Regions from separate parts of the Mus musculus genome. Here regions 1, 2, 3, 4 and 6 are each linked to region 5. A link is a contact called in public ChIA-PET, Hi-C, HiChIP or PLAC-seq and promoter capture Hi-C data. All regions are on one chromosome and are shown on one strand. The core of a region is the stretch at or near the end of the contact, and the rest is flanking DNA. Distances in the headings are between cores, read along the strand shown. Region 1 has its middle 26 kb from the start of Gm41394. Region 2 has its middle 39 kb from the start of Rpap3. Region 3 holds the start of Amigo2 (adhesion molecule with Ig like domain 2). Region 4 overlaps Pced1b (PC-esterase domain containing 1B). Region 5 holds the start of Slc38a2 (solute carrier family 38, member 2). Region 6 has its middle 52 kb from the start of Gm41393.

Region 1 (4,179 bases), core at 315-2,814, 890 kb after region 5:
TGACTGACACACGTACAGTATTTATCAGCAACCCTATTTTTCCCTTTTCATGGTACAAGATGCATGAGAGCCAAAGTTAGGTTTCAAGTTTTAATTACTGTGGCTAAAAGATCCCTAAAACAAGCATGCCTCTAACTTGTAAGCCCCTGCCCAAGGAGAGAGACTTACTGAAATGCTGGAGGCTATTGTTCATGGAAGATTACCAGCCACGCGGGTTTGGTCCCCTACACAAGTTTGTTTGACCCAACTACACTGCATGTGCTTGATCACATGGAGGTAAGAAGTACCAGGCAGGAAATACGTCTGGATATATGCTTCCCCTAACCCCCATTGGGCTGGGTGAGACCGTACGAGGTTGCCTTTATAAGCCCCTGCAAAGTGTAACTCATCAGTATTTTCAGGGAAGCCCAGAATGGACCGAGCCTGAGTCCTTCATTCTGACCAGTACATAATTAAAGCTTGCTTCAAATTCAGCTCCAAACTGTAGTAGTGGTCTTATTCTCACCCAGTGGGATTAACAGGTGTCCCTTTATTCAAAACAAAGTGCAGATTAAAGGAGAACAATAAATGAAGGGGCTCGGCTCGGTCTTTTGATTTTAGGCAGTAGCTGTATGTGCACCACTGCACCACCGCATGGAAAAAGCCCGGAGGAGACATTAGCATTCTTCAGGGTAAGAATCGGCAATGCACAGATTTCCAAGGACAGGCATCGCGGTGGGAGATGTTCCTTAGATGCAAGAAGCCTTTAATCCCTGCGCAGATAGAACGGTGATCACAGCCAGGCTTTTAGGCTCTCCTTTGCTTACGTATTTTAACGTTCTTCTTTTTGAAGAGTGTTGTTACTTGGGGTCATCTTGCCCACTTGGCAGAATTTCTTGATAAGACCTTAGGGTTGAATTAATGGCCGACCAATAGTTGGAGATTGCTAACTACTAGGATGTGTCATAGGCAGTGGGTTTCAGTTACCATCTATGTAATCCAGGCATTTTGGTGTCTCCCCTCCTCTTCCTCCCGCTGTTTCTTTTCTTTTTCCTTCTTCTCCTCTCTCATCATGCATGCCCTTTCTGTCTTTCTCTCTCCCCTACCTCCTTTCCCCATGGCGACTTCCCTGACCCCAGTCCTTGGGGCCAGTGAACTTGCAGCTTCCCAATAAACCTGCCTTTAACATAATCTAATCTGGTTCGAATTGGCTCATTTCTCTGGCGACAGAAGAAGGAACCTATCAAATAAGGGTTTCTGGAGAGCCCAGTCAAACTGAGAACAAGACTTGGTGGGGGGGGGGGGGGGTAGGGGTAGGGGAGTGAGACAAAGGAAAACTGAGTCACAGAACAAATCCAGAGAGGAAACCAAGAAAATCAGCGCAGTGACACTCCTGACCTTAGCTAACCCAGTCTTATTTCTAGAGGTTGGGACTGTTGCTAGTCTAAAGTAGAGCTCAAGTGGTGGCTCTAAAGCCTCAATCTCTTCCTTTTCACATTTAACAGCCAGCCCTGCAACCAGTTCCGTTCCATCAGCGCCTCATTGTCCCTTTGTTCAAAGGAGGAAATTAAAGTCTAGAGAAGATGGGGCTAGGCCAGTGATGTGTTGTTTTTCTTCCTCTTCCATCTGGCCCTACAAGGTCATTAGAATACACTTTCAGCCCCTGCGGGGACATTTACATTTGAAGCAAAGTTAATTTATTTCCCAGCCTGGCAAAGGCCGTTTATTTTTATCTACGAACGTTCTGTACCCTCTCTTGTATTCTGACTGGCACCCCACTCCCTGTTCCCAGAAGGTCAGAAGAACCTTCTCTAGGCAGCGTGAGGAGGCTAGCCCTCAGAGAGGACAACAGCCTAAGGTTCACGCCAACACAAGCCTTGGAGCCAGGGAGGTTGGTTTCCTTTGGTACCCACACGAATAGTCCAAGCCTCCCTCCTTCAGGACGGTAGGCTGGCAGGCTCCCAAGGCCACTGGCCTCCCTGGTTCTTTCTAAAGATCTTCAGGAGGGTGGGGGTGGGGGATAGACCGATCTCTGTCTGGAGATACCCTTTGCATTTTTTTCCCTCTCATATGCAAAGCCTCTTGCTGATTCTTAGTCACCCTCTCTCCCCTGACTTCTGGGGTCCTGCCCCCAGTTGGCTGATTTTTAAAGAGCCCATAAAGGGTTTTGTTTCCCTACAAAAGAACAGTCTCTTCCTAGAACCACAGGTACACACAGCTGGTTTTTTGAAAGATCCTCTCTCCCAGCTCTGCCAAAACTGTAGACAAAGCTAGGAACTTAATACTATACCTTAGCAGACGGCAGTGTAGACCACTGCACAGCCATCCTTTTAAAGATGGGCTCTTACGCCTGGTGCATGAGATGGAAGGACAAGAGGGCCGGGCAAACATCAGTACCCTCTTTCGCACCTTTGTATCCTTTGAGTTGTAATCGAATAAAAATATCTTTAAGCATGTTATTCACCATTGGCCTTCTCTTCTCTTTGAGAAAGAGGGGCCAAGGGGTTGTGCAGTGTAGAAAAGAAAGCCCTAGCAACGGGAGGAGGGGTTACAGCTTGTAGATAGCAAGAGAACATGAGAGCCTCTGGGACAGCTATCCTGAGACATTTAGGGAGGGCCCTCTAAGTGTGATTTGGGGAGCATTGTGCTCTGCAATGGATTCCGTCCGGATGGGTCTTCTTGTATAGGGCGATATGTTCACTTCTAAACATCTCCAAACCTGAGGTTTATCCTCAGAAGTAGAGGGGGTACCATGAAGACACGCTGGCAGAACCCCTGAGATGTGTTGATAAAAAGATAAAGAGAGAAAGAATGTTTTATGGGGGTGGTTGAGATATGGGAGCAGGGGATGTCTCAGCAGGCCCATGCCAAGGCATTCCTTCCCCCTGAGGGACCAGCCACACGATGGTATAGTACAGTATAGTTTATTCAGGGCATGGGGAGGGGAGATAAGAGGGTAGTAGAGGCAGAGAAAGGCAGAGAGAGAGAGAGAAGAGGAGGGTGGCCATGGCCATGAGCACGTGGAGAGAGGGAGGAAGGGGAGGGCAAGGGCAAGAGATATAAGCAAGACGGCAAAGATGGAGGAAGAGGCAAGCAGCCTCTTTTATAGTGGGTCAGGCCTACCTGGCTGTTGCCAGGTAACAGTGGGGTGGGGTTTAGACAGAATGCTAACACCCTGAATTCAGAAAGAGACTCAACACCTAAGGCCACCTCCTTGTAGGGCAGCTGCTGTGCTGTAGTCTGCCTACCCCCTGGGACTCACACAGATGGCCCGATGGCCGGCACTGTTTACTGGAGACAAGGTCTTGAGCTCAGACTGCCCTGATAGCTGAGGATGACTTTGCATACCTAATGCCACAGCCTCTGCCTGTTGTAGTGACAAGTCTGTGCCACCATTCCCAGTTTATGCTGGCGCTTCATGAATGCTACCCATGACACGCCCAGCTGAACTGAGTCCCCATGCCTAGCTGTGATTGCATTTACAGCCTTTAGGAGGGACCCGCGACTGAGTGTGACTGTATGGTGCTGTGGATGTTAAAAGCAAACAAAATCGTTCTCGACCTAAAGGGAATGAGAAACCATTTTTTTTCCGGAGCTATTTTCAGTGTGTGTGGCCCAGGAACTCAGAATTAGGTTACCCCAAATTCTATGTTGCCACACGGTAGCCATTTCACAGCTGTTCATTGTTTTACAGACCAAAGGAAGTCATAAGCCAAGGCAACATTAAAATGCTCTGGCGGGTGCATCAGAGAGGCTGTACAGTGAGATGGGGGAGCTGTTCCATTGTAGAGCAAGGGAAGTGTAGTGATCCCCACCCCCACCACTCCAAAAAAACAGATAGGAACCGATCGGATGTAAGTTACAATAGGCCCTTTATTCTATTTTATTCTATTCGAGCTGGCTCAGGCCCTCCAGTGCACAGTTTGGGTGGTGGTGGAGCCCAGTTCTGGGCAAGACTTTATAGTAAGCAGCATACAGTGACAGGGGTAAGGGGGTAAGTGTGCAAGCATCTCATTGGATAGCTACTGTGGCCTTTAACATAATTGGCTGGTGCTGGGAGTCATATCATAAACTTAATTTCTGCTCTCCTCTGCATTGGTGGTCACAATGCAGGGAGCAGGCTTGTAACCTGGGGGGCACAGATCTGTTGGGGGAATAACCTGGAGATGCTGGTCTTGTTGAGGGGGTAACCTGAAGGCA
Region 2 (4,085 bases), core at 1,071-3,570, 970 kb after region 5:
TTCTATTTTGGTGCCCAACCATCGAGTACCATGTTGTGTTCATTAGATCCCTTTTATGAATGTATATGACCCCATTACTATAACTCACTTTTTCTAACGTTTTAATGTAGGGTAATGTCAATGGACAGTCGTGTGATGAAGTTCACAATGTACCACCTATGTACTTAAGAGTTTATGGGGTAAACCAACCAGCTTGAAACGTCACGATGGGCTTAAATGAAAAGCACAGCGCCACCTCCTGGCCAGAAGCTAACAGTGCAGCTGTTTAAAGGGCGCAGTTCTGGATTTACTCAAATCATCACCAGATCTATGAAGTGTAATTTAATTAACGAAATTAAGACTCTTTGGTTTCATAATAGCACATGTAAAGGAGAGTGTAATTAAATCCCAGTGTCTATCACTATAGTATGAAAACCTTAGTCCTGAGTTTGGGTCGTTGTCAATTAGTTTCATTGACCTGTAACAAATTCTCTGATTAACAGTTAGTGTGCTGAAAAGTTAATTCGTGATAGCTTTCTCCTGGTGCCTCGACGTGCAGTGACAAATCACGCTCTGAGAGACGATGTGGAATACATGGGTTCCACGCATGTATTGTACAGGTGGAGCTGACTTGGCCATGTCCGCTTTGAGCCTTGGGACTGAGGTGTTAGGGTTATTATCCGGGGTTTTGAGGTTGAAACGTGATAGAGTGTGTACGTAAGGGCAAAATAAAATTTCCCGTACGCACTGCCTCGAAAAAGAAAAAAGAAACAAAACAAAACCCGAAACTCGGTTGGCGCACGTCAGACCCACTTCCTGCCTTCTTTCTCTTTCAGGGCTTTGTCTTTTCAAGATTCTCCCATTGTTAAGGACGTGGAATTTCCTCGGCCTCAGCCTCCCAAGTGCTGGGATTAAAGGCTTGTGCCATCACTGCCCTCCAGCATATTAACAGCCCGACAGTCACCAGAGACATTTAGCCACTGTCCAACCGCACCACCTTCAGCGCCGTTAAAAAGGAGCCTTTTCACCGGCTCCTTCCCACCTGTATTTTCAGGATATTTCTTCCTTTTCAAAGTCCACTATGATGTTTATTTTAAACCGGGGGTTGGGGTGGAGGTATGTACTGAAATATATTGGGGGTTTGCTTCTTCAAAACACCCTCCAAGTCTCTGGAAAGACCTGATACACATCTACTTTGGGGTGGGCAGACAGCGTGCCAGCCTAGCCACGACTGGACACTGGTCGTGAGCCTCGAGCTGTGCGCCTGTCTGGGCAAGGCACCAGGAACTCAGCTTCTCTGTCTGACCTGCCTATGGCCCAAGGGCAGGGTGAGTCCCACAGCCCTCTCTGTGTGCTGGCTTTTTAGCTGTACCGCCATCATGGCTGGCACGGATGTTAGCTGTACCACCATCGTGATGGATGTACACGGATGCAGCCTCTGTGAGATGCCTCTTGTGTAAATGAGAGAACGAGCTGTTTCTGTCACAGCCCCCAATGTCCACCCCCACCCCACCCTACCCGGGACTCACTTTGTCCTTTTTCTGAATAACACATTCAAAAGTCATATCCTAATTTTTACTATTTATATCTGATACTAATCTTGTTTGTCAACTTGACTGTACCTAGAATCAGCCAAAACCCAGGCTACCGGCATTCTTGTGAGGAATTTTCTTCTTTTTTTTTTTTTAATATTTATTTATTTATTTATTTATTTATTTATTTATTTATTTATATGTAAGTACACTGTAGCTGCCTTCAGACACTCCAGAAGAGGGAGTCAGATCTCATTACAGATGGTTGTGAGCCACCATGTGGTTGCTGGGACTTGAACTCAGGATCTTAGGAAGAGCAGTCAGCGCTCTTAACTGCTGAGCCATCTCTCCAGCCCATGAGGAATTTTCTTAATCAGATTATTTGAAGCAGAAAGGCCCACCCTGAATCTGAGCTACAATTCTGGTGGCAGCCTGCATAAAGGACACAGAAGAAGGAAACTTTGCTCTCCTGGGCAAGCTCATCTATCTTGTTGCTGCTGGCATTCAATCCAACTTCTTTAGGTTCTCAACACAGACTGAAAGCCAGCAGCTCTTCAGATCCTCCAGGACTCCAATATACATATATGTATATACATGCATGTGCGTGCACATGCACACGCACACACGCGCACATGTGTGTGTGTGTGTGTATTCATTCTGACTAATGCAACACACTAAAGACTTACAAATTCAGCAGTCCATCTTACTAAGAAATTAAATTCACTTTCATGGTTGCTAACAAATGTGGACAAAATGTGCTGCTATTTTCTGAATGGCCAGCAGGTGGCAGTAATGCCAACAGAACGCCAACAGCCAGCCTGGGAAACTCTAGCTGTTGTGTCTTTGTGTTCTCAAGGTCAGCTTTTGTCACCGAGTGAAACAGAAGAAAGAACATAGACGTCTAAATCGTGGTAGCCTCTGCATGACCCCCAGGACAACCTGTTCTCCTCTTATTTTCTGAGTTTAAACATTATATGCAAAGCTCCGGGTCCAGTGACTAACACACGGTTGGAGCAATAACACGTTATGATTAAGTCCATTTGAAGTGGTGTGACCCACAAAAGAGAGCTCTACCGAGAAACAGAAATGCAAATCGTGTTCTTTCTCACTCAGTGTTCAAAACACGTTTGAGAGGAGTGGCTCTCTGAACATGATCTTATACAAGAGAATTGAACTAATACTCCTTAACAATGAGAAAAGGTCTTTAATGTTCAGGCAAGGGCTTTGTGCACGTTCAAAGGCTCTCCGTCTGGAGACCCCATTCCACGGCATTTGGATTCCTTCATTGTTCTCTTGTTTCGTGAATATCTAACTAAGCACTGCCCTGTGGAAGCCACTTTCTGCATAACCTCATAACCACACAGAGAGCAGATTCTTCCTAGTCCCCACTCGCCTTTGCTCAGGTTTGCTTTAAAAATAATAAACAATTAAGCGGCTTAGAAGCAAGCATTCTGTTCTGGGGGCTGAAAAGAAAAGATCGTGATACTGTAGACGCGGTGCTTGGGGAAGGTCCATCTGGTCACTGATACTACCATGGGCCCCGTGATTGGTGAAGGTCCCTCTGGTCATAGATGCTGTGACCCCGTGCCTGGTGAAGGTCCTATTGGTCACTAATGCTCCAATCTGGTGCCTGGTGAGGGTCCTGTTGTGTCTGGCCAGTAGATCACAACCTGGGTTCTAGCCTGGAAAGGCATTTTGGAAACCTGGAAGAGAAGAGGGGCTAGGCGGCGAGAGAAAGAAATGCAGCTTAGACAGGCATTCTGATCAAAGCTCAATTTTACTGTTCTGCACGCAGTTATGAAGCAGGGGAAGGGGGCCCAATTCCCGCCAAATAATCTCGGGGTCCAGTAGCAAAGCGGCAGGTTCCAGCGGTGGGCGTGGCAGAAAGATTGAGCAGGAAGCTCCACCCCCGAGCAAGCAGGTTTCAGGCTGGGGGAGGGGAGACTACAGGGTCCCTCTCCTCTGGTCCCAGATGCTGTGACCCCATGCCTGATGCAGGTCCCTCTGACTGCAGGCAACCATCTTGCTGCATTCCCGCAGTGTAGAGGGAGAGGGTAAGCTCAAGAGAGGAAGAGGAAGCCCTCTCCTCTCCTCTCCTCTCCTCCCCTCCCCTCCCCTCCCCCTGCCCTCCCCTCCCCTCCCCTCCCCTCCCCTCCCCTCTCCCCTCCTCTCCCCTCCTCTCCTCTCCCCTCCTCTCCTCTCCCCTCCTCTCCTCTCCTCTCCTCTCCCCTCCTCCCCTCCACTCTCCTCTCTCCTCTCCCCTCCCCTCCTCTCCCCTCTCCTCTCCTCTCCCCTCCCCTCCCCTCCTCCCCTCTCCCCTCCTCTCCTCTCCTCTCCTCTCCTCTTCCCTCCTCTCCCCTCCTCCCCTCTCCTCTCCTCTCCTCTCCTCTCCTCTCCTCTCTCCTCTCCTCTCCTCTCCCCTCCTCTCCCCTCCCCTCTTCTCCCCTCTCCTCCTCTCCCCTCCCCTCCCCTCCCCTCCCCTCCCCTCTCCTCTCCTCTCCTCTCCTCTTCTCCTGTCCTAAGAGCACTAGTCTCATCAATCTAGCCTTGTGACAGATCATCCATCTCCCAGAG
Region 3 (3,958 bases), core at 134-2,633, 550 kb after region 5:
GTTTATATGGTGCATCGGTATGGAAGGGATTCGATTATAGGAAACATCTAAAAATGTCAGATCAGCCAGCTTGAACCTCCCAGTATACAAATCCATAGGGAACTGTGTGAGAAAGTTCCCACTCAGATAGAGTTTCTGCAAGTGGGAAAGCCCCCCGAACGCTGCGGGGTCCAGATAGGAAATGTGGTTGTTGTACAGCAGCAGTACTTCCAGAGCCTTCAGCTCTTGGAATGTGGCACTCTTTACCGACTTCAGCCTATTGGATGATAAGTCCAGACACTTTAAATTTGGGGTTGTGGAGAAACTGCCCGTGGAGATGCTGGTGATGTTGTTGTGGCGAAGAATTAAGGTGCTCAGCTTGACAAACGACACCGGGATCCAGTCGGCATCCAACAGTCCGATTCTGTTATAGCTCAGATCCAGTCTTTTAATCAGTCTGAAAAGGTTCCCGGGCACCTTAGATAGGTTTTTGTTGGTGCAGCTGACAATGTCGGTGGCACAGATGCAAGCAGTGGGGCACATTCCTGAGGCGCTGGGGCTCACCATCACTGCGATCACCAACAGACACAGCAGCTCTCTGCAACCCGGTTTGACAGCTCTAGGCAGGGTGGGCAGTGTGTGGAACCTTAACGACATTATGGTCGCCTCTGAGTCTCTTGCCAGTCGCTTCTCATCAGCTCAGTCTCCCACCAATCTGGTAACAACATTTAAAACGGGAGAAAAGTACAAGTTAACTGCCACTAGTTAACCCGTTAGAGTTATTCCGTAATTGCTTTCATTCCAATTAACTTTTGAAATGGGTTCCATCTCCAACAGGGGTGGCTTTTTAATAAAGAACCTGTTATATGCATTTTTCCTAGATTACTCCAACTCAGTGAGATTTCCAGGTACCTTCTCTCAATGCGACAGTCTCAGCATGAGAAACTCAGGCTTTTTTGTGTGTTTTTGTTTCTAAAGGATGCATTCTGCCTTAACTCCCTCCACCGACACACACAAAAACACACAATCGCATCCCATAAACAATTGAACGGAAATACTTAGCCAGCCGTCGGTCTAGCCGACCACTCACAGCGCTGGGAAGCCGCAGCGGCTCGGAGAGGCCGCCGACGGCGGTGCGCTCGGAAGGTCCGCGCGTCCGCCTGCCGGTTTGCGCCCCGCGCGCTCGCACCTTCCCTCCAGCTCCCGGTGGGCGGCAGCCTCTCAACTTTGGCGAGTTTCGAGGCAGCGGCGCGGGCTCCCCGGCTCTCTCGCTCGGCTGCAGGTACCGCCGGAGCTCGGCCGCGCCGGGAGCGGGGTGGGCGGCGGGGGAAGCCGGCCCGCCGGTGGCGCTCGCAGGCTGCAGGGCCCGGGCTCCCGCGCCCGCCGCCCGCCTTTTATCCCGTGCGCCCGGGGTCGGGAGCGGGCGGGAGGCGGGTCCCCGCGTCCTCGCTCCTCGGGCGCCGCGGCGGGCGGAGCAGGGGAGGGGGGGCGCAGCCAATCGCAGAGGCGGCCCCGTGCGGGCTCCGCGCCGCCTCTCGGCCGGGTGGGACCGCAGCGAGGCCTGCGACTCTGCACCCCCAGGCCCCGCGCCCCTCGCCCCGCGCCCGCGGGGGAGCCGCCCAGCCCGGTAGGGAGCCGCCCAGGGTGCCGGGGTGCCGCGCGCCGGAGCCCGCGGGCGGTGGCCCGCAGGTGGCACCCCACCCCGATCTCGGAGCCTGGCTTTAGGGGCTGGGGCGAGGGGCCTGGCGGGCGCTGTGCACCGGGTGCTTGCTGGGGTCCCCGCCCGGGTTTGGAGGAGGAGGAGGAGGACAGGAGCGAGGGCCGCGGCGCGTTCCCTCGGGCACCACCGGGGCTTTGCGGGGGGAGGGGGTGCGGAGGCGCCGCGGGGACGCCCCCCGGTTCCCTGGGAAAGTTCGAGCCCTTTTCCTAACTCGGAGACGGCGGCCCGAGGCACCGGGCCCAGCTCTAGAAGCAAAGGGGCAGGAAAGAAGGCTTCCGGTTGGAATGCACAGATAAGGGCATTAGCCTTTAAAAAAAATAAACAAAAAAAACAAAAACAAAAAAAATCCAGAGTCGCGCTGGCGGCTTCAGGACTAGGATTAATTCGGTAGGGGTGGCTACGCAGAAGGACTTGTCCCCTAGAGGCCCTACAGCCACCAGGGCTCCAGTAGACTGAGCTAGCATTCTCGGAAGGCACAAGCTGAACAAGGCCATGTGAAAATGAGGGAGAGAGCTTGAAGCTGGTGGGCTTTTCGATTACAAATCCATTCTTGTTTAAAGGCTTAAACGATGGGATTTGACTGAGCCAAGTGATCCATTTGGCCGTTGTGTACGGATTAAAAGAAATAAATTACTGTCCCTAAAAAACCATGCTAGCCACAGTAGAAGGGCTTAGGGAGCCAATGAAAGGTAGACAAAATTGGGGAGACAGTGAGGGCAGAGCACATGAATACAACTTTAAAAACCAAAATGATCCCCCCCCCCCCCCACGGCATCCTTAAATTTATCGGAAAACTTCCTGAGTGAGTTTTTGGCATGGATCTGATGGACCTGTGTGTTGCGTTAATGTGGACTGGTTCCGGGAGAGCTCAGCGATTCAGGGTTTTCAAGGGAGGGCAACTTGGTTCCTGTTAGTTTCACTTTCACTAAAGATTGACTTTTAAAACCACAAGCATCCAGCCTAGTGTGCTCCAGGGGTGCATTCTTCATTTCCCCAGAGAAATAGGTTTAAGATTCCTATCAGACCACACGCACACCCCCAACCCCCGGGCTTCCCCCAAGAAAACCTCGGGTTTAAGGCTCAAAGTCACAAAGCTGAGCGGTCACCTGGAAATGGAGTCAGGTAATCAAAGGAATGTTATTTAAATGACCAGTAAGTGACTGGGTTTTGCAGTCCTAAATGGAAGGAAATTGGGAAGCTGGTTAACCCGTGCTTATCACAAAATGATCTAAAATGGGTGGTTTTTTTTTTTTTTAAGAAGTGGAGAGTGGAAGTTATGCTATACCTGCAGGCAACTCTCAGAAGTATCTTGCCATCACCCCACAGCATAAACCAGCTGTACACAAACTCGCAGGGGGCAGGTCTATATAAGACCAGCTCTCTGGACTCCCATGCATGTCAAAGGCAAGAGAGGCATGAAAGGTGTGTGTTTACTAGCCTGGAGACAAGAAAGCTGACTTCAGTAATAGCAAAAGGTATGGCCTTACTTTGCGGAAGGTAATGTTTTTTTTTCAGGTTTATTTATTTGATAACCTTTATCACCTCATGGATCTCCACCATGTTAGTCAATGTTCGGTTGCTATAACAAAATACCTAAATGGGGCGCCTTTCTCAAATGAAATTGAACCCACAATTATAGAGATTGGCTGTCCAAGGTCATACCTCTTGCTCAGTCCTGCCTCTAGAGGAGAACCCACAGGGTACTCACAGCAGGGTGGATGGTTGAAGAGTAAGTCAGGGAGCAACATAGAGGCACAGCGTGCCAGAGAGGTTCAGGACCCACATTTGTTATTTGTGTAACAACTTTAGCACCAGTGGTCCCTTGAGACCTTCATTAATCCTGTCCATGGGTGAGCCTCCATGAATCAATGGCTCGACATAGACCCCACCTCCTCGAAGCGTCACACCCTAATATGGTCACATATGGTCAGACTTCTATCAAGTGGATTTTGGAGGGACACACTCAAATCGTATTCAAACCATAGCACCCGCTCTCCACTATAAGGAAAATTCTGTGAAGACAGCCGTTTCCTCTGTCAGGGTCCCAGCTGACATTTGGTTGGCATTCAGTGACGTTTTCATGAATGAAACCGAGTGACAGGATACGTATTCTAGATGGCAATGGTCTCAGTCTGCTGGTTCTTGTTGCTTACACTTCATAAAGCTTGTCTTGAAGGCAGGGGACCCTGACAAATGTTAGAGTCCTGGATCCAGCCATGCCTGAAAGCCACCAAATGCTTTTATTTAACTGTATTCTCT
Region 4 (3,912 bases), core at 687-3,186, 670 kb after region 5:
CCCCAATGCTGAGCTAATACACAGCTGACTTACTCATATATACTTAAAGGCACAGATCACAAGTTCTTAGAAGAGAAATAACCAAAACCATGCAGGCCATTATATCCATACAAGCAAAGAAGAAGAAAAAAAAAAGGCATGCTTTTTTTTGATTTGCTAAATTCGGCCTTTACTTAAACATAGCCTAGCATAAGTGTGAAAGCAAGCACCCGTTGACTGAGGTAAATGCAGCTTTATGTAAATATTGAATGGGCTGATTTCTGGCCCACTCAGAGCACTGGAATCCTAGAAGAAAAGAAAAAACAACTGCCCCTTCAAACAGAGAAGGTGGGTGAAAAAGATAAGCTGTGGCCGAAACTAATAAAGGGTTGTTGATGTTGAAGGAACACTACTGGACAGGGTACAGATGTTTGCCAAGCATGTGTGAGACTGTAAGTTTAATATCCAACACCACCAAAAAAAAAAAAAAAAAAAAGGAAGGAGGAAAACACATTATTTTTGCCATTACATTAAAAATATTTTCTACTATCTAAAAAAAAATTGGTTTTATGTGCTTGGACTCAAGTAAGCCATGGCTTTAAGTAAATTATGAATTTGTAATTATCAGTCTATGTGAATGAACACCAATAAGGCAAAGCCACAGCTGGAAGGGTGGTTCCGAAGTTAAGAGCACACACTGCTCTGGCAGAAACCTGAGTCCGGTTCCCAGAACCTATGTCATACGGCTCCTAAGCACCTGTAACTCAAGCACCACGGAGTCTGATAGCCTCCTCTGGTCCCTGCAGGTACCTGCACTCCTGTGCAAAGACCCATACCACCACACGCATGCATACGTATGAAATGACCATCTTCATCTTCAGCAGCAGCATCCTTTAAAGTCCCAGCAGAGGCAGGGGGAGGGCAGCCTAGTCTACAAATGGCAAATGGCAAGCTAGAGCCACATAGTGAGACCTTGTCTCAAAACAAACAAATGGCTGAGAATGGTGGCGGACGCCTTTAATCCCAACACTCAGGAGACAGGGGCAGGTGGATTTTTTTTTTTTTTTGGTTGGTTGGTTGGTTTTTTTTTTTTTTTTTTTTTTTTTTTTTTGTCTTATGGACATATTGTGCCAGGTTCTCATCCCAGTCTTAGCATTCCCATAGCGGGTGATTATCACCACAATTTTGCAAATGAAAGAGTAGATTCAGAGGCAGGTGGATCTCTGTGAGTTCAAGGCCAGCCTGATCTACATATGGGGGTTCCAGGTCAGTCAGGGATACATAGCAAAACATAGAATCGAGCTCCAATCTTGGTTAAATATAGCTCCTTGCCTGCGCTATGCCTTCACCCACCTTGCTGAGATAGACCAGAGAAAAAAAACGAAGAACTCAAGCCCTACAAGTTGCCTGGCAGGTACCGCCAGTTTCTTCCTCATCCAAGGACTTGGCTCTGGCAACTTTCCCCATCTTTGTATCATCTTTCCCCTGTCTACTGGGCTGTTCCATAAAGCATTCAAGCCTGTGGCTGTAACTGACTGAGACGGAGGGGGGCGGGGGAAGGGAGGGAGAGGAAGAAGGAAGAGGGGTCGAGAGAGAGAGAGAGAGAGAGAGAGAGAGAGAGAGAGAGAGAGAGAATAGAGAGAATAGAGAAATCTTTTTTGCTTTTTTTGTTTTTGTTTTTGTCTTATGGACATATTGTGCCAGGTTCTCATCCCAGTCTTAGCATTCCCCTAGCGGTGATTATCGCCACTATTTTACAAATGAAAGAGTAGGTTCTGAGGAGTTCGCTGACCTCCAAGGTCGTGGAAACAAATGTGAGTCCATTCCCTTGGCGCCAAAGCCAGAGGTCTCCGGTTCACCTATCTCACACCATAGCTTTGCTCTCCATATGCACCACCAGCACACTAAGAACCTCCGGGAGCTTGAGTTCAGAGCTCTCCACGCTGGAGGGTGGAGACCCATAGACCAGGGTGGGTCACATGACCAAGTCACGTGCTCCAAGGCCTGGCTGTAGCGCCGCAGGATAGCTTTGCCTGCCTTCTTGCTCCAGGTCACTTGACTGGCTTTACCACTGAACAGTATTGTCAACCCCAGGACCTTTGAGCCTTGGAGACCTCTGCTTAGGCAAATCCAGGATTTTTTTCACTTTGCCGTAGAAAAGAACTTCAACAACAACAAAAAGCGGGGCAGTGTTGGCGCACGCCTTTAATTCCAGCACTCAGGAGGCAGAGGCAGGCAGATCTCTGAGTTCAAGGCCAGCCTGGTCTACAGAGTGAATTCCAGGACAGCCAAGGCTATACAGAGAAACCCTGTCTCAAAAAAACAAACGAACAAAAAAGAACTTCAAGGCAAGCTGGTGTGAAGTAGAGTTGAAGTTTATTAAAAGACACTTTTTGTTTGTTTGTTTGTTTGTTTGAGACAGGGTTTCTCTCTGTCGCCCTGGCTGTCCTGGAACTCACTTTGTAGACCAGGCTGGCCTCGAACTCAGAAACTGCCTGCCTCTGCCTCCGGAGTGCTGGGATTAAAGGTGTGCACCACCACGCCCGGCCTAGAAGACAGCCAGGGCTATACAGAGAAACCCTGTCTCGAAAAAAAAAAAGATAAAGAAATACAGTTGCTAGATAAATCTACTACTTATATTTATATTAAAAAGACACATTTTTAAAACATGGATTTTTACCATAGGCGCTTTACCAACTCAGCCACGTCTCCAACACCTTTAGTGTCCACAGTGACTATGTACAAGGTCTGTGGGGCTTGGGGGGTTGCTCAAAGAGTAGAACATGCAAGGCCCAAGAGAACTTCCTTTCATAAGCAAAATTGTGAAGTATACATTATGAGTGTTATTGTTCAAATTTAGGAACGAGAGTAAAGGTTTTATATACATAACCCAAGGTAAGAGGTTATTTTAGCTGTATGGAAGTACGGTCTATTTGTCGTCTTGGACATACCTGTCTCAGGAAAACACATGTCTCCTCTGTAGGCAACTTTGGCTTTGTTGGTGATTCCCAGAGTTTCCTAACTCTGTCAGCAGGAGAACTTTTGCTTTCTATCCTGACTTGAGAATATAGAAATCTCTTCAGCTGTGGAATATCTGTATAGAATGTTTCCGACAAAGTAGCTGGTGGTGCTTCTAGAGGAGGAGAGTCTTGGAAATACATTCTCTCTCTCTCTTTCTCTCTCTCTCTCTCTCTCCCTCCCTCCCTCCCTACAGCCCCTCTCAGGTGGGAACACATTCCCCTCCCTCCCCCTTCCACTCCCCCTTCCCCTCCGGCAGGGTCTTAAGTAATTCAGTCTCACTTCAAACTCAGACATACAGTCAAGGATGACCTTAAGTTTCTGGTCGTGTCCCCCCCCCCCCCCCCCCGTCACTCTGACTGCAAGCACATTGTAACACGCACAGTCAGTTTATGTGGGGAATCGAACCTGTAGCTTTATGCACTGCAGGCAAGCCCTCTACCAAGTGAGCCACATCCCACAATCCCACAATCCTCTTGCATCCTTTCTTTCTTTTTTCTTTTCTTTTCTTTTCTTTTTTTTTTTTTTTGGTTTTTCAAGACAGGGTTTCAACTCTCTTTGCAGACCAGGCTGGCCTTCAACTCAGAGATCAGCCTGTCTCTGCCTCCCAAGTGCTGGGATTAAAGGCGGGTGCTACCACACCTGGTTTAAGCAGAATAATTTAAGAATGACAGTACTGGCTGTGTGTGCCACACCCCCCCCCCCCCTCCAACTGGCAGCAAAGATGGCTGCCGTGCAGTTTAGAGTCGGTCCTTCCCCATCAACGGCGGCAAGCCATTACGTTTTTTCAGAGTCTCGGTCTCACTATTTGCAAACTAAAGGTGACAAGAGTGTGCCTCACATCCTGAAAAGGCAACCTGAGGAAGTACATCTTAGGGGTGGGTAAGGACCAGGAGGTTCGAGAGGCTCCAGAGT
Region 5 (3,823 bases), core at 1,304-3,803:
ACTACACACTCAAACACATACATGCTTTTGTATTTGGAAACAGCCTTTTTTCCCCCCCTCTTACTACTGCTCTGATGGCCCGGGGAATCGAACTCAGAAATCAATCTGCATGCCAGGCAAGCCAAGCAGCCTAGTGCTGACCTCTAGTCTACCACTCTTCCATCATATCAACCACGGGTAAGTGACCCCCAAATGGGTAACCCTCCAAAACATGACTTCTGGAGGTTCAGCCAACTAACTTAAAAAAAAATTAGTAGACTCTTACTTAGAAGTCAGGCACCAATCCTATGTATCCGGAAAGACTTTTTAAAAAGTGAATTTGCTCTTTAGCATCCAGAAAATTATGACTCACTTGCTCTTAGACAAATATGATCTGGGCTAGGTAAATACCACCACACCTTATACACCTCCAACCTTCTTTTCCTTATGTCACAGGTTCTAGGGCGAGACCGTCAACTTATAAAACCCATCTATTTTACAATTAACAATACCTTCTGGAAAGGCTGGCCTTAACCGGTCAGTTTTAAGCGCTATCCCACGTTCTGTCTAACTTGCTTGCACGAGGACGTACAATAATAGCAGTAAAACAGAGATTCGGATTTCCCATACTTTCAAGCTTAAATTATTTTTAACACCGACTACTTTGAACCGCAAGTTGCTTTTTTTTTTTTTTTTTTTTCCTGGAGCCAAGAATATGTTTATCATATTAACTGCCCTGCACGGCAGGCACCACTTACACATACTTACATAAAAAGAGCAATTCCAGTATTAGCCATGGCATAAGAAAGCCCAAGGATTCCACTGCCCACAATCGCATTGCTCAGATTAAATACTGACATTCCAAAGGAAGTAGTACCTGGATGCTACACAGAGGGAAACGATAACCAAACATATAACAATAATTAAAAGGAGAAAAACCAGCTTCGGGCAAGTCAGATTTGAAATCTAAAAGTAACACTATTCTTTGACTCCATAAAGCCAAGCACATAACAGTACTGTTAACTTACAAAGTCTGTTTCGTACTTCTTCTTCCCCAAATTTGATTCAAGTAAAAAGTTCTGGTTTTCGGGATCCACGTCGGCATAATGGCTGCAAACACATAATTTTTTTTTTTTTTAAAAAGGCCGTTGTAACCCAACTGAAAGATACGAAAACTATAGTTTACATCATGTAAAGCCCTTCAGTTCTGCTTAAGTTAATGCATGAACTAGGTGTTCTCGAAGGTAATACCATCTGTCATGCAGTAACAACCGGGTAATTTAGCAGGCTACTCTCTCCGGGGCTGTGAGCCAGGGGAGACCGAGGCTTCGGGTGAGCCTTCTGGTTCCTGGGTGTGCGCGTTAGCCTGTAACCGATGAGCAATCCCTCCAGCCCCGAGGCACCCGTGTGTGCAAGCTGGCTTTTTTTTTTTAATTTGCAAAGCACATTTCTTTTTCCCACCTTTTCAGAGCAGCCTGCTTGGTGGGGTATGAGTAGTTGAAGTCACTGTTGGAGCTGTAACTGCTGCTGTCCTCATCCGGGGAGATGTTGAACCTTCCCATTTCGGTCTTCTTCATGCTGCTCGGGAGGGACGGACGGTGTGCGGCTCGCTCGCGGCGCGGGCTTCCTTTTGTCCTTGGCGGCGCACTGGCCCTCGAGGCTGCCTGCGAAGGTAGAAGGCGGCGCGTCAGGACTGCGGCGCGCGCCCGCCCGCCCCCCCCCCGTACCACGTGACGCCGCCGAGCGGCGCAGCGCGGCTGATTCATCCCCCGCCAGGCGAGTGGAAAAGTACCAGGCGAGCGAGGGGCGGGGGCGCGGCGAGGGGCGGAAAAGTACCGACGGCGGGGCCGCGAGAACAAAGATGCGCCCGCCGAGGCGCCCCTCCAGCCGCCCCGGCGCTGAGCCCGGTCCCCCTGCCCCAGCCGGGGCTTGTTTACAGGGCGCACGCCGAGCCTAGCCTCCGGCAAGCCGGGGACTGCCCCGGGTACCCGGTCACCCGCCCCTCCTCTACCCCGGGAGGAACTGATGCAATACCGAGGGGCGATTGATTGTCAAGCCCTCGCGCGGTTCGCCTTGCCCCACGCCCGGACCGGACGATTATTTTCGAGGCACAAGACCCGATTGCAAGCAGCCGAGCGGCCCGTGCGCGATTCCCCCTTCCCCCTAACGGGAGGCTGTGGCCGGGTGGCCGCAAGCCCCCGCTCCCGCCGCCGGCGCCGCCCGCGTCCCCGCCGCCGCCCCTCCCCCGCCTCACCTCGGTGCTCTCCCTGCGAGCTGGCCCACCTCACGGCAGCGTCTCCCGTGGGCTGTCTCGGTCACACACCAGAATTGTAAAACGAGGGAAAAAATGTAACAGTGACGGAGTCCTTTTCTTTTATTTTTTTTAATAAAAAATTTTTAAAATTTCCCCGTAATCCAACAACAGGCAGAAGAGGTGGATTTTTTTTTCCTCTTTAATTATTAAAGAAAAATGAAAAAAAAGAGCGGGGAATGGCGATCACGATCCTCCGGCGGAGATTGAGGGGTAGCGGCGCGGGCGACGGCGTGGCGCGGTGTGGAGCAGCTTCCCGAGCGCGAGTTATAGCGGCGGGGCGCCGCGTCAGTGGGCGGGGCGCGGGCGTTCGCCTTTGTGTATCAACAGCACCTGGGCTCCGCCTCCCTCCCGGTTGCCCCGCACCCCGAATCGGGGGGCCAGCCGCACCCCGCTTCCCCGCGGCTCGGGGCACTGCAGCCCCGTGGGTGGCCGCCACCCGCGGCTGCTGTAATTACGGAGCCGGATCCCTTAGATTCCCTCCCAGCCCGGTCTCCAACGCTGCGTTTCGGGGACGCAGCCGGCGAGTGTGCAGTACCCTACCCTCCCAGCCCCCCCCCCCATAACCATTCCCAGCCCGTGACTTAAGATTTGATTTACGTGAAGGGTTTTTTTTTTTTTTTTTCTCCCGCAGAACTTGGGCGGGCGCTGCCACGCTGCCCAGAGGGCCGGTTTGTGTTCTCGATCTTTCCACCTAGATGTGCTTTCACTCTCCAGTGCTAGCCTGGTGGTGAATGAGAGGCGGCTCGCAGTTGCGTGTCGGCATAGACTTTTGGGTTGCACGTGCCACAGCGTACTAGGGAGGGTTTGCGTTTGACCAGCAAGCCAGACACACCTTTAATAAAAGAACCTCGGGCTGGGTTCTTCCGAGGCCGCCCAGGGGCGCCCTGTTCCCTCTTGGTGGACACTTTCCCTCCTGCTACCACCCCACCCCTGGTGCTAGCGTCTCCCCGGGCTTCCAGCGAGAGCGCCCTCGTTGGAATGTAGGCCTGGAGCTTTCTCTACAGCCCAGATCCCTCGGTGGTGCTTTTGGTCTTGCAGAGCCGGGCGGCTCAGGGGGACCCCTAGACGAGAATATTCGGTGCTGCCGGAATGGCGAGGGCCCTTCCCTTTCGGTTGAACAAAGACCCCCGAGGAGAGCGAAATGCTGGTTGAATGAAAGAATAAACAAACGAGTTTGACCTGGTGCTCTCTTCCTTTGGGGGACGTGGGAGAGATTGGGCTGGGCATAGAGGAAAGGGTTGGGTGTGATCACACTTTTTTGCCTTCAATGTTTTCCTGAGGAAATCTGCAACACTGCCTATTTCCGTGGCACGAAAGTCTTGGGGTACCTTCAGCCCGTGTCAGTGTTCATGATTGACAGGGCAGGACCCTATTTCCCCTTTACACACTGTGTTCTTCATCCTAAACCTCTGGTCCGGTCAGCCATACTTAAACAATAGCCTTAGAATGAATGCTGCACGTCCCCTCGCCCCTCTCAAGGGCGGTGGTCACTCTAGACCTAAGGAGCCAGGAACGCCTTTTTTCGGCTTG
Region 6 (3,911 bases), core at 158-2,657, 760 kb after region 5:
GCATGGGAAAATCAGTAACGTAGTACAAAGAACAGCAATAAGGATGGCTTTGGACGCTTTAACAACAGCAGGAAGTAGAAGTCAATGAGAAATGATGCTCTTATAACCGACTCAAGATGGAGGAAGCAGGGTCGTTAGCAATGGGACAAGGCGACAGGACCCCCCCCAGCCCCCCGTGGAGCCATGGGACAAGGCGATAGGACCCCCCCGGGGGAGCCATTGGACAAGGTGATAGGACCACCCCAACCCCCCCCCCGGGGAGCCATGGGACAAGGCGATAGGACCCCCCCAGCCCCCCGTGGGAGCCATGGAACAAGGCAATAGGACCCCCCCCCCCCGGGGGGAGCCATGGGACAAGGTGATAGGACCACCCCAGCCTCCCCCGGGGGAGCCATGGGACAAGGCGATAGGACACCCCCAGCCCCCCGGGGAGCCATGGGACAAGGCGATAGGAACCCCCCACCCCCCGGCCGGGGAGGTAAGCAAGGACAGCTACTATGCGGGGTCAGATATGACCTGAAGGTGTCAAGCAGGTCTTCTGACTCAGGAAGACACGGCTCCACACAGAACGGACATTTACATAACATGTGAAACATACCATTCTCATCCTTTCCCCCTCAAACATGGAGAGAGCGTCTTCCCTCTATACTCTCCACCCCACGTCTCTGGTCCCTTCACAGCTAACCTCGAGACTTCTCTACATCCTCAGGTCCCCATCATTGCAGCCACTGTGTGGCATGGTACAGAAGAGAGATAGAGAGACAGGACACGTATATGGTCACAGAAAGTTCTAGTAGGCATTGTAGGGAAGCAGTAGGCACTGGGAGGGCAGCGAGCAGGGCCGGGTGCGTGGGTGCAGCTTAGGGAAAGGGTAGAAAATTCATTAGCTGAGAGTGAGGATGGGGGAGGGGATGCTATGAGTCTGAGAAGAGAGTCAGTTGTGGGAAATGAACCTTCCCAGAGAGGAGGACATGAAGGCGTGCTTTCCTTTTTCTTGACCCGATTATGCAAAAATTGGAATCAATGTTTTTTTGTTTTTTGTTTTTTTTTGTTTTAATCTTTTAAAATAGTTTGTTAATTCTCTGAGAATTAATAATTCAATGTACTTTGATCATATCCACTCTTCCTAATTCCTCCAGGTCCTCACCTCACTGCCCCCCTCCCCTCTCCTCCCCTCTCCTCCCCTCCTCTTCTCTATATCTCTCTCCTTCTCTCTCTCCCTCTCTCCATCTCTCTCTCTCTCTCCATCTCTCTCCCCATCTCTCTCCATCTTTTTCCATCCCCTCTCCCAGCCCCCAGTCCACTGAGTCCCATTTGGGCTGCCCATATACTCATGGGTATAGATCCTCCACTGGGGTGTGCTCGACAGCGAGCCATGGGTCACACCCTTAAAGAAGACTGACTCTTCCCCCACTAGAAGCCGTGAACTGTCAATAGCTTCTCAGTTAACGGTAGACGCGGGGGAGCTCCTCCCACTTCCACGGTCGAGCTGCTAGGAACCCAAAAGTACAGCGACTGTGTCCTGTCACATCATTTTCCCAGGCTTCCCTGACATCTGCCTCTTACGATCTCTCTGCTGTCTTCTGTGGTGGTCCCTTAGCCTTGGAGTAGGGATCACCATATTTGACTTTAATAGTATTGTCACTTGCAAGGCTGTTTTCAAAGCAGCTATCCCTAAGCTTGGCCAGCCTTGGCTGGGGATAAAAGCATAAGCCAATTTCTAGCTACCTCATCCCCAGTAATCCCCCCGGTAAAACCAGAGGATGCTGAGAAATCCCACAGCCAGGTGCTCATGGCCACAGCCTGTGCGGGGCTGCGGCAGGGCGGGGCGGGGCGGGGCGGGGTGGGGTGGGGTGGAGGGAGGCTTCCTGGAGATGTTCTGTAGTGGTAAAGCATGGAAACTTTCTCACTCAAGGGGCTTTTGATTTTTAAGAAACGGAAACCGGTGCAATCAAACTTAAACACAAAAAGAGAGCTGCTTCTGTGTACCCACTGCTGCTGGGGGGGCCGGGAGCAGCAGGGGAGTAAGTCATTTTCCTTCACTTGCAGCAAGTTTGTCTTTTTCAATTACACCACAAAGATGGGGGGAGGGGGTGCTGGGAGCCCACCTCAGCTGGTGGCAGAACCCAGCTACCAGCAGCCACGTCTCTGCTAGTACAGCAAACGGACCATTGTACATGAGTAGTATGAGACCACCCAATCCTGGTGCCAGAAAGGTAGCATGCACAACCATGGACCAATGGAGGAGAGGAGGGGCGGGGCGTCTCGAGAGTAGGTACGTGAACCTTGTAGGGACATCTAAACGAGAACCCATGAAGAGCCTACGACTACTCAGAGTCCAGTGGACTTTCAGCCCTATACCTTTCTTTGCCTTGAACCCCGCCCCCACGAAGTGGAAACTTAAGGGTTTTTGTTTGTTTGTTTGTTTGTTTGTTTTTTGTTTTTGGCGAGTCAGTTGTGTTAGATGGTGTTTTGCTACAGAACTCCAAGGTCAAGAGGATTGCAAGCCAAGCCCTTTTAGCCTCCTCTCTGGCTAGTTCTGGTATTATATTCCTCAATGCCCTCTGTATGACATGTGAGAGTCTCACCCTCCCCAAGCCTAGAAATTTACTTGTATACATTATTTTGTTAATATAGACATTTCCCTTAACATTGAAGTAACAACTTAGCCCCAGAACCTCTCGGTACTTGACACAGTAAAGATTTTCTTCAGCTTCCCAGTCGGGCTGACTCGAGGCAGGTGCCAGCCTGTAGTGAAGGGGCCTATGAGTATCTCTCCTTGGTTCTGTCAACTCTGCCCATGATCTCAACCATCCACGATCACGGAGAAAACTGATACCAATTTTCAAGCCTGTGACCCAAGCAGATACATCACAGCTGCTCAAAGCCCTTTGGCCGGGGTTAGGCTTAGGGCTCCACCTCAGAGGGGGCTGGACATTTGAGAAAGATATAAGAATGTCGAAGCCATCTCTTGTCCAGCAGAGCTGTCTGATCAAAGCGACCTGCACGGCACAGCCCCTTCTATGTTGAAATCAGCATGGAGGAGAAATAAAACTGTACTGAGATAATCTAGTGAGATTTGGGGGCCTAATTGTATTCCCAGTGTAGACACGGTCATCCCGATTAACACAGGAACGTGTAAGAAAACAGGAATGAATGAGAGAGACAGTGCTGCTTGTTGTCCTACCAAATTACCCTTGGCTTTCTCTGGAGGCTGACAAAGTTATCCAAAACTCACGGGGAATAAGGAAGGAGTGAGAACAGCCGGTGTAACTGCGCACGAAATCAGGAGGAGGAACCAACTTACTCACCAAGACAATCTCGAGGTTCAGAAAGTACAGAAAATGCAGATTAACATTACAGAGACGTCGTAGGAAATAAGGCTGCTTTTTAACAGAGAGCACGGATCCCAGAAACAGGCCCAGATACACCTGAGATGTAGCAAGCAAATTATCAGGGTGAAGAAAAAGTTCGAAAATGCTTCACTTCCTGTGTCCGGCCAAATTCGGCATGGATTGGTAGCTGAAATGCAAATAAAACCAGAACAAGGCTCGGGGGAAAATGTCCCCTCCCCCCTTTTTTCTCTTAATTTAGAACTGGGAAAGATTGAGAAACATCTTGGACAAGATTGGCACCCTTAGTCATATAAAAATTATGGGGAGGAAGCGGTGCAGCTGGAGCTCGGAGAACAGCCAATAGGAGCCAAGCCTAGCCGGGTCTCTTCTTCCCTGCTCTGGCTTCAAAAGATGAAATTAAGGGCATCAGCCTTATCCCGGTGAATCATGTCATCAGCCTTTAAAAAGACTATAGCTTCTGAAGCAAGTGTAATGGCCAATGACTGTTAACGCTAAAGCAACGTTGAAGGAAAACTTCTGGGTAGGCGGAGACCTACTATTCTAGTTCAATGGGTC

The links. Promoter capture Hi-C pulls out the DNA fragments that hold promoters and counts their contacts. Hi-C and Micro-C count contacts between places; a contact is called where the count stands out from the background. ChIA-PET counts read pairs in DNA pulled down with a chosen protein or histone mark. HiChIP or PLAC-seq counts read pairs in DNA pulled down with a chosen protein or histone mark. Capture Hi-C pulls out chosen DNA fragments and counts their contacts.
Region 1: a promoter capture Hi-C map of embryonic stem cells shows a contact between it and region 5, with 2.5 times the contacts expected there. The contact joins the enhancer-like site here to the promoter of Slc38a2 in region 5. A contact is called at or near these places in 2 of 39 promoter capture datasets (embryonic stem cells and hippocampal neurons), 2 of 484 Hi-C or Micro-C datasets (both in embryonic stem cells), 6 of 115 datasets of contacts at active chromatin or transcription factors (embryonic forebrain, embryonic stem cells and microglia) and 1 of 9 other capture datasets (pancreatic islet).
Region 2: a Hi-C map of the N1E-115 cell line shows a contact between it and region 5, with 4 times the contacts expected there. The contact joins the enhancer-like site here to the promoter of Slc38a2 in region 5. A contact is called at or near these places in 2 of 39 promoter capture datasets (cranial neural crest and hippocampal neurons), 3 of 484 Hi-C or Micro-C datasets (the G1E-ER4 cell line and the N1E-115 cell line) and 5 of 115 datasets of contacts at active chromatin or transcription factors (the NIH/3T3 cell line, astrocytes, embryonic forebrain and 2 more).
Region 3: a promoter capture Hi-C map of pancreatic islet shows a contact between it and region 5. The contact joins the promoter of Amigo2 here to the promoter of Slc38a2 in region 5. A contact is called at or near these places in 15 of 39 promoter capture datasets (the 3T3-L1 cell line, 3T3-L1-derived adipocytes, the SN4741 cell line and 9 more) and 2 of 9 other capture datasets (adipose tissue and pancreatic islet).
Region 4: an H3K27ac HiChIP or PLAC-seq map of embryonic stem cells shows a contact between it and region 5, with 5 times the contacts expected there. The contact joins the enhancer-like site here to the promoter of Slc38a2 in region 5. A contact is called at or near these places in 4 of 484 Hi-C or Micro-C datasets (CD4 T cells and embryonic stem cells), 6 of 115 datasets of contacts at active chromatin or transcription factors (effector CD8 T cells, embryonic stem cells, extraembryonic endoderm stem cells and 1 more) and 1 of 9 other capture datasets (liver).
Region 6: an RNA polymerase II ChIA-PET map of memory CD8 T cells shows a contact between it and region 5, with 21 read pairs. The contact joins the enhancer-like site here to the promoter of Slc38a2 in region 5. A contact is called at or near these places in 1 of 39 promoter capture datasets (pre-B cells) and 5 of 115 datasets of contacts at active chromatin or transcription factors (CD8 T cells, effector CD8 T cells, embryonic stem cells and 2 more).

The regions. Positions count from the first base shown.
Region 1 is chr15:97,592,352-97,596,530 of GRCm38.p6, forward strand. No RefSeq gene overlaps it. Among named protein-coding and RNA genes, the nearest start is that of Gm41394, 26 kb to the right of the region's middle. Within about 2 kb of position 1,565, at least 19 of the 459 cell types and tissues checked have an H3K27ac peak or open chromatin away from gene starts, as enhancers often do. A contact at or near this core is called in embryonic stem cells, where this site is marked.
Region 2 is chr15:97,665,276-97,669,360 of GRCm38.p6, forward strand. No RefSeq gene overlaps it. Among named protein-coding and RNA genes, the nearest start is that of Rpap3, 39 kb to the right of the region's middle. Within about 2 kb of position 2,321, at least 56 of the 459 cell types and tissues checked have an H3K27ac peak or open chromatin away from gene starts, as enhancers often do. A contact at or near this core is called in the N1E-115 cell line, where this site is marked.
Region 3 is chr15:97,245,904-97,249,861 of GRCm38.p6, forward strand. Amigo2 (adhesion molecule with Ig like domain 2) reads right to left here and starts at 1,384. Exons shown (of 2, transcript NM_001164602.1): 1 at 1,070-1,384; 2 at 1-694. The coding sequence starts at 636. It overlaps Pced1b (PC-esterase domain containing 1B), which reads left to right and starts at 1,204. Exons shown (of 6, transcript NM_172293.4): 1 at 1,204-1,261.
Region 4 is chr15:97,367,400-97,371,311 of GRCm38.p6, forward strand. The region is part of intron 4 of Pced1b (PC-esterase domain containing 1B); the gene reads left to right. Among named protein-coding and RNA genes, the nearest start is that of Gm33325, 12 kb to the left of the region's middle. Within about 2 kb of position 1,937, at least 20 of the 459 cell types and tissues checked have an H3K27ac peak or open chromatin away from gene starts, as enhancers often do. A contact at or near this core is called in embryonic stem cells, where this site is marked.
Region 5 is chr15:96,697,175-96,700,997 of GRCm38.p6, forward strand. It overlaps Slc38a2 (solute carrier family 38, member 2), which reads right to left and starts at 2,554. Exons shown (of 16, transcript NM_175121.4): 1 at 2,234-2,554; 2 at 1,441-1,643; 3 at 1,008-1,089; 4 at 748-863. The coding sequence starts at 1,556.
Region 6 is chr15:97,456,879-97,460,789 of GRCm38.p6, forward strand. No RefSeq gene overlaps it. Among named protein-coding and RNA genes, the nearest start is that of Gm41393, 52 kb to the left of the region's middle. Within about 2 kb of position 1,408, at least 59 of the 459 cell types and tissues checked have an H3K27ac peak or open chromatin away from gene starts, as enhancers often do. A contact at or near this core is called in CD8 T cells, effector CD8 T cells and memory CD8 T cells, where this site is marked.